3 separate regions of the Sus scrofa genome follow, and all the other regions are linked to region 1. Evidence: chromatin contacts called from public HiChIP or PLAC-seq and promoter capture Hi-C data. All regions are on one chromosome and are shown on one strand. Each heading gives the region's core, a stretch centred on a gene start, on an enhancer-like site or on the middle of the called end of the contact. The rest is flanking DNA. Distances are from core to core; before and after follow the strand shown.

Region 1 (3,269 bases), core at 751-3,250:
AAAAGATGAATAAAGACTCTTCAGGCAGGCAAAGCAAAAAACTGGCTAGTTAAACTTTCTATAACTTAATTACCTGGAAAATGGAGATAAAAATACATGTAAAAATCACTTAAAACAGTCTCTGACAATACTAAATGTTCAATAAATATCAGCTATTATCTACCCAAATAGACTGCAAACTCCTTTGTACCAGAGTCTTATATCTAGAATATTTAAGAATCAACTGTGATCTATTTTCCAAAACATTCTCAATGGGCATCAGGCAAATGTTTACTTCTGCCACTACAGCACATATAAAGATGTCTGCCTTTCTCCCAAAATAAGACAGAACTCAACTGTAGTACTAATTTGATAAATCTGGAATAACCTATGTAGTAATGATGTGAAATATTGCTACAATTAAATTTATTACTGCAGAAATCCAAATTATGTGCTATTAGATTTTAATATTCTACAAAGTTTCTGCATATAAAAATTACTAACAAATTTAATTTTTCAAAAAGCTCCTTTATATTGGCATAAAGTCTTTCTTAACATGTTTTTTATTTTAATATGCAGTATGACCTAATTCACTGAGGTTCAGTAAGATGTTGGAACCATACTGCAAAGACAAGTGGGGTTTCTATTTGTTTATACAAATAAAATGAATGGCAGGTATTCCTCAAATTTTATTTGGACTTTCATGTATTTAAGTTATGCCTGACTTCATCTGATAGTTTACACTAAATTATCCATTGGTGGAAAGCAGAACATAACTCATTATGCACTGTGTATCATTACTACATTAAGGTCTACCATTAATTTTTTCTTTGAATTCCAAAGGAAGGAATCAAGCATAGCCAAAATCCTTTCTATAGACCATATTAATTGTAATCAGTTGTTTTCCTACACAGATTTATATGCAAAAGAACATAATTACAAGAGACAGAATTTCCAAATATGCATATTCTTGATGGCTTATTTCTACTAGCTCCTCAGAATTAACAGTTTGCCAATTTTCGAGACAATTAGCTAACAGGTATAATCCATTAGTTTGTAGCTAACAGGTATAAACCAAGTTGTCATCACAAGTTTCCAAAAAATATGGCAAAACTAAAATTATCTAAGATGGAAAAAATACCAAAGCTCAAAGAGAAGGAATGTGTATTTTTTAAAACCGTATTTCACAATATACACAGGAGCTATATAATTACGTTCTATTAAACATGAAACTAATAACGCATAGTTTAAGAACACTAATTTGCCAAATAATTAAAATGGGAAAGGTTAATTCATTTATTTTGCCATTCTTATACCTCATTCCAGCATGCTGAAGACAGAAATCTTTTAACACTGAGCATTTCTCATCTGGTACCCCCAAAGATTGGTCCAAAGGAGAGAAATGGCAGAATGTAATCTGCTCTGAAAAGAACACTTAAATTTTGTTATTGTGGTGGAAGTGCCGGAAGATGCAACTCTAAATATTGAAATGGGAGAAAACTGAACCATGCACAGAAACAAATCCGAAAGACCTCATAGGCAGCAACACAGGGAGGGGAAATGCCAGCTGCTAAATCTTGTCGTAAAGGCCTTCTGAGGTCCAGTAGGAAAGCGACAAGTGCAGGACAGGACCGTAGCAACCTGCTCACCCGAGAAGCCACTTCTCTGGCACCACTTCCGAGGGCCGAGTTTTCAAGCTAATGGAATCTCTTCCCTAAAAACTCAAGAGGGGAGGGGCTCTCGATGCTCGGAGAACAGGATTAAACTTTTGAAGGTCCACCTCTGAGCTGCACGCACCGCGACCGAGTGAGGGCGACAAGCATAGGAAGCTTGTCCTCACTGCAAGCATGAAACCTCAGGGAAGAGAAGAGAATAAGTCGGTACCTGTTTGTCTCTCGCGAATACTTGCTGCCGCGGCCGCCGCCATCTTGACTCCCACCATTCACTGCCCGGCTGGCAAGCGGAGCCTGTGGATGACGTGGCCGCCCCGACCGCCCCGGAAGCAAAGCCCGGAGGGGCGGGATCATAGAAGGCCGAGCCCCGCCTCCCCTACGGTGACCCTTCCGTACCCTCAGCAACAAAACTTGCCGAACAAAGAATGAGGGAATCATTTTTGGACACCTAGGCAGTTTACTTTTCGGAGGCGGAACAGTGGGAATTTTTATCCTATCAAGCCGCAGGTTCTTAAAGAGTAGCTGCCTTAAATTGAGCTCTTAGGGTAGAAACGTGTTGTAGTGCCAAGAACATATTGACTGTTAGTTTGGTCGTTTGCATATCTCTTAAGTGTGATAATACTCCTGGGGCTTAAGGGTCACAGGACTAAAGTAAATGAAGCTCCTGGAACAAAATCGGCACTTAAATGCCAGCTCCCTTTTCTTTTTACCAGCGCAGCTTGTTTCCCTTTTGCTCCCCTTTCCAGGGAAACGGTCAGCTTTGGTGTATTGCTCTCATTTGGCAGATTTCTCAACCTCACGTGCAGGTGTCTTCTTAATGTACGCTTAAAGCCATGTGATAACAAAATATATCCGATATTGATGACTTCTAATCCATAGATTTTTTATTGGATGTCAAAAATGGACACACAACTCTGTGCATTAGCTATTGTTTGTTCTGAAGCTGCACCAAATTCTGAAATTACAGACCCTGTACCTTAAAAACTGGTTTGAAAACTTAAATTTTCAAATTTTTGAGACTATGTTTAACAATTACATAAACAGCAAAATCTATAATAAAACACTACTCCACAAATAAGTTTTTATGAAACTTAAGACTGATAACCTTAATGTCATCAGGGAACACCCTAGAACTGAATCTATTTTTTTTTCCTTCCATATTTTTTTCAGCTTTATTGAGAGTGTAATTGACAAAAGTGGAAAGATCCTTGAAATGTACAGTGACAATTTGATATATATACACATACATTATGAAATAATGTCCCTCCATCTAGTTAACTATCACATCTATCAACTCACATATTTTTCTTTGTGTGTGAAAAATACTGATTTCTCCTCTTAGCAAATTTCATGTATACAATATAGTTATATCTAGGAGTTCCCATTGTGGCTCAGCTGGTTATGAAGCCAACTAATAGCCATGATTAAATGAGTTCAATCCCTAGCCTTGCACAGTAAGTTAAGGTTCTGGCATTGCTGTGAACTGTGGTGTAGGTCACAGACATGGCTGGGATCCGGTGTTGTGTGGCCAAAGAGCTGCAGCTCTGATTTGACCTCTAGCCTGGGAACTTCCATATGCTGCAGGTGCGGCCCTAAAAAGCAAACAAAACAGTTATC
Region 2 (3,089 bases), core at 90-2,589, 530 kb before region 1:
TCCTAGTCGGATTCGTTAACCAATGCGCCACGACGGGAACTCCTCTTCTTCATTCTTAACGCCAAAAACTAGGCCCTTTGGGCTCTTCCTCCCTCCCTCCACTACTGGGGGACTTTAGCAATCTCCCAGTTAGTCTCCTTGTCTAGGTTTTTAGCCATTCTGGACACTCTGGCCCTATACATCTAAGGCCCAGAACTTTTTCAGTCAATGTTCTAGTCCAGAACATGTTACCTCACCCTAAATTCTGGATCCCACATAAGACCCTTCTCACTTTAGCTCTTATCTTCTCTATCATTGCTTAATGCTGGTTTTTTGCTTGAGGTGCTGGTCCTCCTTCCTGTGTCTCAGAACATAGGGTTTGCTTGTATTCTTTCTCCTCCCTTGTGGTGTTCACATTCTACCCACTCTTCAAGGTCCAAGAGGAACCCACCTCCTCCTTAAAGATTTTCCTGCAGCTCTTAAGTCACATTCATAGCTCACAAATAATTATTCTCATGTGTTGTAGTTCTGACAAGATAGTTGGAATGTTCTACTCTTTTCTCTGAGTTTCATCTGTTAACAGGAGACCTAGGGACACTTACCTGCCACAGTCGGACAAGTACTTATAGATATCTTCAGTGCAAATCTGTAATTTCCAAAATACTAGTTCTTCAAGCATATGGTGAACCCAATCTAACTGCTTAAAAGAACGCTTCTCAAATACTATCATATAATATTCATGTTTGTTTAAAAGATGAAAAAGTGAGAGTACAGTGGGTGTCTGGGCATGGGTTTACCTATCTCACAAACCAAGGCATTAATTTCTTGATTTTAAAAAAAGGAAGCTATAGTCACATTTCCAATTAATTATATCCTAAATATCTCCATGTACGTACCATAAGCAAATATATTTTGTTTTCAACGCCTGTGAAACAGAACGTCCGAAGGGAATAATTACAGACATTCTTGCGACCAAAACCCACAGGAAAAAATCAAAAGCACACTCGCAGTGCTGCTGCTTACTGGGGACGCCATTGGGCCTGAATTCACGCTTTTGGGAGCCTCAGTTCTCTCATCCGTACAATGGAGAGAACACTCGACAATATTTACTTCCCCGGAGTTGTGAAAGATTTTCTTTCCAACGAACTGCGGGCGGTTTGCCTCCTAGGACCGAAGGGAGGCGCTTCTCCTCCCGCGACACTTTTCGGTGCTCGAGGAGGGGTGACCAGTTCTTGGCCGGGTACGGTCGCCCTGGTAGGACGCCAGGCAAAGACAGCCTGGGCCGCAGGTTTGACGTGCAGCCTGAGTGCCGTCAGCAGGAGCGCGCCAAGTGTGTACACACCGTGCAAAACACGCTGAGCGTACGTGCAGCCGCGCGTGCGGGGTGGTGGGAGCGCGCTCCGATTGATAGCATAGTGAAGGTGCAGGGCGTACGATAGTAAAGCGACAGCTGACAAGGCCGAGGGAGACCGAGGCCCGGAGTGCGAGAGAGACCAGAGAGAGGCGGCGACGCGTCCCGCCGCCTGGCACCCAGGGCTGGCGCCCCTTGCGCCACTGGCCGACCGGCACCTGCAGCGCCCCACGTGGCGGCCGGCGAGGTCGCAGTCAGTAGAGCCCATTTGCTCCGCCTCCGCGCCGCACGGCTGCCCTCCGCAGCTTCCCCGCCCGGCTCTCCCCCGACCCTCCTCCCTTCCCCCTCCCGGATCGCGATGGACGCGGCCTCCCCCGCCGCCGCCGCCGGCAGCACCGCGCGGGCCTCTGAGCTGTAAGGCCGGAGGAGCCGCGTGCCGGGGACGGGACGTGCGCTGGCTGCCGCTGGTCTGGGGAACCTCTCGCTTCCCCGTCACCAGGTCCCCGCGGAGGAAGGGGAGGGACGAGGAGCGGCTTTTCCTGTGCCGCTTGCCCGGCTCGACCTGCGCGGCCTGCGGCTTCCTGGGAACTCTAGGGCCGCGGCCGGGCCTGGCTCTGCCCGCGGCCTGCTTGGAGCTGGACCGGAGTGGTTTGGGAGGACAGGCCCGGGTAAGAGCTTGAGGGAAGGGGAGGCGGGGACTCCCTGGGCGGTCGGAACGGCCCTGGTGCCGGGATGAGGGATGCCCGGCGGCGGGCTGGGAGCGAGACCCCGGCCCCTGGTAAGGTCGGCGGCACTGCTGTTGACTTACCCTCTTAGCCCCTTTGTTTCCCAGCCTTGGCTCTGCCCGGGGCGGGACCCGGCTTGTCCAAGCCGGAACCTACGGCAGCCCCCCCCCTCCCCTTGTCCTTGAGAAGGTTTCGCCGCCCGGCGGGGCCAGGGACATCTCCCCGGGCCTCGGAGTTCCGGGCGCCGCTCCCGGGAGACCCATCTCCGAGCCCGCCTCGGTGGCCTCCTCTAGGGTAGAGAGGCTTGCTGCTCCTCCTCCAAAACTTCCCCCTCCTTTTCGACACAGGTAGCTAACTTAGCCGGGTTTGGTGCCAGGAAACCGGAGCGCGGTGCCTGCGCCTCTCGGCGCGGGGTCGAGTGGGCCTAGGGTGTTGGGTCACCCCTGCTGACGGCCGCCGTTGGGTGCCCACTGGAACCTGCCGCTGGGTTTATACACCTGCACCTGGGTTGCAGGGGACCCAAAGCCGTCTCTCCTTCACGGCACTTACGAGCTTTTGTAATGACTTGCCTGTTGTGGTTGCTTTTCCTTCGCTGTTGTTGTTTTTAACCAACTGCCCACTCTATGGGGACAGGGAAAGAGGACCATAGATTAGCCTATATTCTGATCCGTAATGTGTTAGTCCATTGTACTTACTTTTAGCATTTCTTTTAAAACTTTTAAAAACAGTTGCCAAAACAGCCAAAATTCCTAATCAAGTTTTTATTCCTAGATAGATCTTGTGTCTATCATTTGTATTTAGATATGGTAAGAATAGCAGTAAGTAAATCGAGAAGTCGGCAGAATTTATGAAATTGGAGGTAATTTTAAAATAGAAACTTAATTTGGAGAGGGATTAGATCAAAATTCTTAGTCTCCTTAAAATACTGATTCTCATCCTTATCCGAAGATCAGTTTTGGGTCGAGGAGGGGAAAGACGTTTGCTGAAAAAAAAGAACTCATAGTAAGGTGTTGTTTGCCTTTTGGCACAGACAT
Region 3 (3,248 bases), core at 652-3,151, 710 kb before region 1:
GGGGCAAGATGAGTCTTATCTTATGCCAGAAAGTAAGGGGGTACTCGAAGAATGATGGAGGTGTGTCAGAAGGCCACAGAGCAGTAAAATGTTAATTGATGGATATGGTTGGTGGATATATGTTATTAAAAGCTCTTTCAAATTTCTGTATGTAAGAAATATTTAGAATAATACATTGTGAAAGAATTTAAAACACATACACAAAGATATAGAAGCCAGAATGAAGGGGTGAATCCCACGAACCAAACTTGGGACAATTTGAACACCAAAATAAACAATGATAGAAGCAGACTATAACCTTTTAATAAAATAGGTTTAATAAAATAGGAAACTCTGATTTCATACTGATAGAAATTAGTTAATTGAAATTTGATCAGAAACAAAAAAACTTACATAGTTTCAAAGAATTTCTCCCACAAAATACCTAATTGCAAAGAGGAAAAAGCAGCTTCACTGGAGAAGTGTGGCAGACACTACATTATTGAAATAAACATCAAAATGAGACAAATTAAAATCAGGTGCCACCTGATAGGATGCAATGAGAAGGACAGAGCATTGTTTCTGTGAGAGTGCTGTCAGAGATACCTACCCTTGAATCTAACCATGAGTAAACATCAGATAGATGCAAAGTGAAGGCCAACTGTAAAATAATTGGCCAGGAATCTTCAAAAGTGTCAAGGATATGAAAGTCGAGGAAAGACTGAGGAAGTGTGCCAGATTGAAGGTGACTAAAGATACATGACAAATAAATACTTTTTTTTTTAAATCTTTTTTTGCCTTTTCTAGGGCCACACCCACGGCATATGGAGGTTCCCAGGCTAGGGGTCCAATTGGAGCTACAGCTGCTGGCCTACACCACAGCCACAGCAACACCAGATCCGAGCCGCATCTGCGACCTACACCAGAGCTCACTGTAGCACAGGATCCTTAACTCACTGAGTGAGACCAGGGTCAAACCCGCAACCTCATGGTTCCTAGTTGGATTCGTTAACCACTGAGCAACGACCAGAACTCAGACAAATAAATACTTGATTCTGCATTGAATCCTTTCCTCTTAGCATTATTGAGGAAATTGGCAAAATGTAATATATCACACATTTTGATTCTGATAGTTATATTAGGATTATGTAGGAGTGAATGCTTATTAGTGAGATATACAGACTAAAGTATTTAGGGACTATGTGACATCATGTCAGCAACTTATATCTCATATAGTTCAGGAGAAAAATGTTCTTTGTATTATACTTCCAACATTTTTTGTAAGCTTGCACTTGTTTCAAAATAGAAATTGAAAAATTACATTAAAAACGCTGAGTATACTGGAAAAATGCAGTTGACTTGGGGTCAAGAGGCTATTAGTCCCAATTCTGCTGTTGACTGTGTGTGTGACCTTGAGCAAGTGGCTTCATGACAGGCCCCAGACTTTTAGGAGTACAAAGCTCTCTCTAGGGTCCCTTCCACCATCTACACCCACGGAAATCTCTGCCTGAATTTCCCTAGGCTCCAGTTGTGCCTTAGACCTCAGCTGCCCCAAGGCTGCCTCCAAGGATTGGGTCTGGCTTTAAAAGCAAACAAAAATGGGTGTGGCCGAACTCTCAGGGCTGCAAAGCCAGCCGTTGCCTCAAAGTAGGACACCGTCTCCGTCATCGCTCTTTCGGCGGTGGAGCAGTTACGCCTGCCAGAGTGGGCGCTCGATGGCTCGGCGGCCCGCAGGCGGGGCCTGGGGTCGGCGGCGCTGTGCGGGGCGCGCTCCCAATCGCCTGCTCCCGCCGCCCTCAAGGCTCCAGGCTTTCCTGCCCCGCCCCGCGCGCGCCCGTCCCGCCTGCTGTCTCGCCGTCGCCGCCGCTGGCGAGTCCCAGTGCTGCCCTGCTGCGCTGTGGAACAGATAACGTGGCGGGGCTGGGACGGGCGCTGAGTTGTGGGGGACCCGGGGCGACCAGTCGGGAATCCCCGAAGTGGAGGCGGATCCTGGCGAGAGGGGGCGGTGTCCAGGCAACCTGCCGGCTGGGAGGCACCACGCACCGGGGCCTGCACCGTGAGTTGAGCTTCTTGGGCGGGGGTGGGGTTGCTCCGTGGTGTTCGCGACAGCCAAGAGGTGGAGGAAGGGGGGACTCAGAGCAGGAACGGGTCGAGGAATTAGGGGTCCTGGACGAAAGAGCCGGAGCTCTCCGAGGAGGGGTTGAACTGGGGCGCCCGGACGACCGAATGGCCAATGCAGTCTGTCGGTCGGTCTGAGCTCCGGGAAAGTCTGGTTTCATCCGAGCACAACAGGTAGGCGTGGACTCTGGCCGCCGGGTGCCCCCGGGCGTGCGGGGAAGGTCGGAAGGTCCGAGCCCGCCCCGCCGGCGCGCCGCTCCCGGGACCCGCCCTGGCGGCGCCCGCCGTGTCTGGGTTGGCCGGGAGCGGGGGCCCATACCCGAGCTCCGGGCGAGGTTTTCTGAGCGCCCGCGGGCGATTCTGCAGGCAGGTTTCCAGGAGCAGTGGAGAGTGGATATGGCGTAGAGAGTGGAGAAGGACTAATCCAGCCCTTCTCTGAAGGAAAGCAAGCCTTTGCTAGGTTAGCACTTGCTTAGTATGATGAAACATTTCTTCGTACCCTACTCGGCCAGCACAGCGTCATTTCAAGGAATTATAAAGTCTTTGGAAACTTTATAAAGCCCTTTATGGTATTTACTAGTTGCAGTAACGTATATCTCTGGCAAGTTAAGATGATTTTTGTAACTGTCAAGTCGTATAATAGTTGTTAAATGATTTGAGCTCCTTCACTAAAAGTCGTACATTTTTTTGTGTGCATTTATTTATTCAGCAAGTATTCGGCACCTTTTATGTGCAGGCTCACTCAGAGCCCTTAAGGAACTTCCAGCCTAGAGAAGAGGTTCAAAAGGGGAAAAGGTCCGTAAGTACGGTGTAGAACTTTCATAGAAATACTCTGGCAAGATTAAAGTGTAAGGAAAGTAGAAGTGTCCTTAGTGGTTGGCATTAAATGGATGGTGAGAGGAGAATTGTCCTGTTTCGTTTTCCAAACATCATTGAACCCGAGATTTGTCTTACATCTTAACACCGTAGTTTTTTTTTTTTTTTTCCTTTAATGAAATGGGTAAGCAGACAGTTTTTATAGCATAAGAATAATGACTGTTGAAAAAAGTTTTATATAGATGGCTATAGTATTGGAAGAGTTGAATTCTATCTTAAGCTCCTCTACTACTGTTTATAGTTTTTAGGTCACTTTTCCCTTTTTGTTTATCATT

What was found. Promoter capture Hi-C pulls out the DNA fragments that hold promoters and counts their contacts. HiChIP or PLAC-seq counts read pairs in DNA pulled down with a chosen protein or histone mark.
Region 2: an H3K27ac HiChIP or PLAC-seq map of alveolar macrophages shows a contact between it and region 1. The contact joins the promoter of HECTD1 here to the promoter of SCFD1 in region 1. A contact is called at or near these places in 1 of 5 promoter capture datasets (fetal liver), 1 of 47 Hi-C or Micro-C datasets (liver) and 1 of 2 datasets of contacts at active chromatin or transcription factors (alveolar macrophages).
Region 3: a promoter capture Hi-C map of liver shows a contact between it and region 1, with 5 times the contacts expected there. The contact joins the promoter of HEATR5A here to the promoter of SCFD1 in region 1. A contact is called at or near these places in 1 of 5 promoter capture datasets (liver) and 1 of 2 datasets of contacts at active chromatin or transcription factors (skeletal muscle).

What each region holds. Positions count from the first base shown.
Region 1 is chr7:68,849,055-68,852,323 of Sscrofa11.1, forward strand. It overlaps SCFD1 (sec1 family domain-containing protein 1), which reads right to left and starts at 2,001. Exons shown (of 26, transcript XM_021099902.1): 1 at 1,864-2,001. The coding sequence starts at 1,921.
Region 2 is chr7:68,316,828-68,319,916 of Sscrofa11.1, forward strand. HECTD1 (E3 ubiquitin-protein ligase HECTD1) reads left to right here and starts at 1,340. Exons shown (of 41, transcript XM_021099884.1): 1 at 1,340-1,998. It overlaps LOC110261745, which reads right to left and starts at 2,318. Exons shown (of 3, transcript XM_021100055.1): 1 at 2,265-2,318; 2 at 876-2,207. The coding sequence starts at 2,318. The coding sequence ends at 1,086.
Region 3 is chr7:68,141,696-68,144,943 of Sscrofa11.1, forward strand. HEATR5A (HEAT repeat-containing protein 5A) reads left to right here and starts at 1,902. Exons shown (of 38, transcript XM_021099894.1): 1 at 1,902-2,035.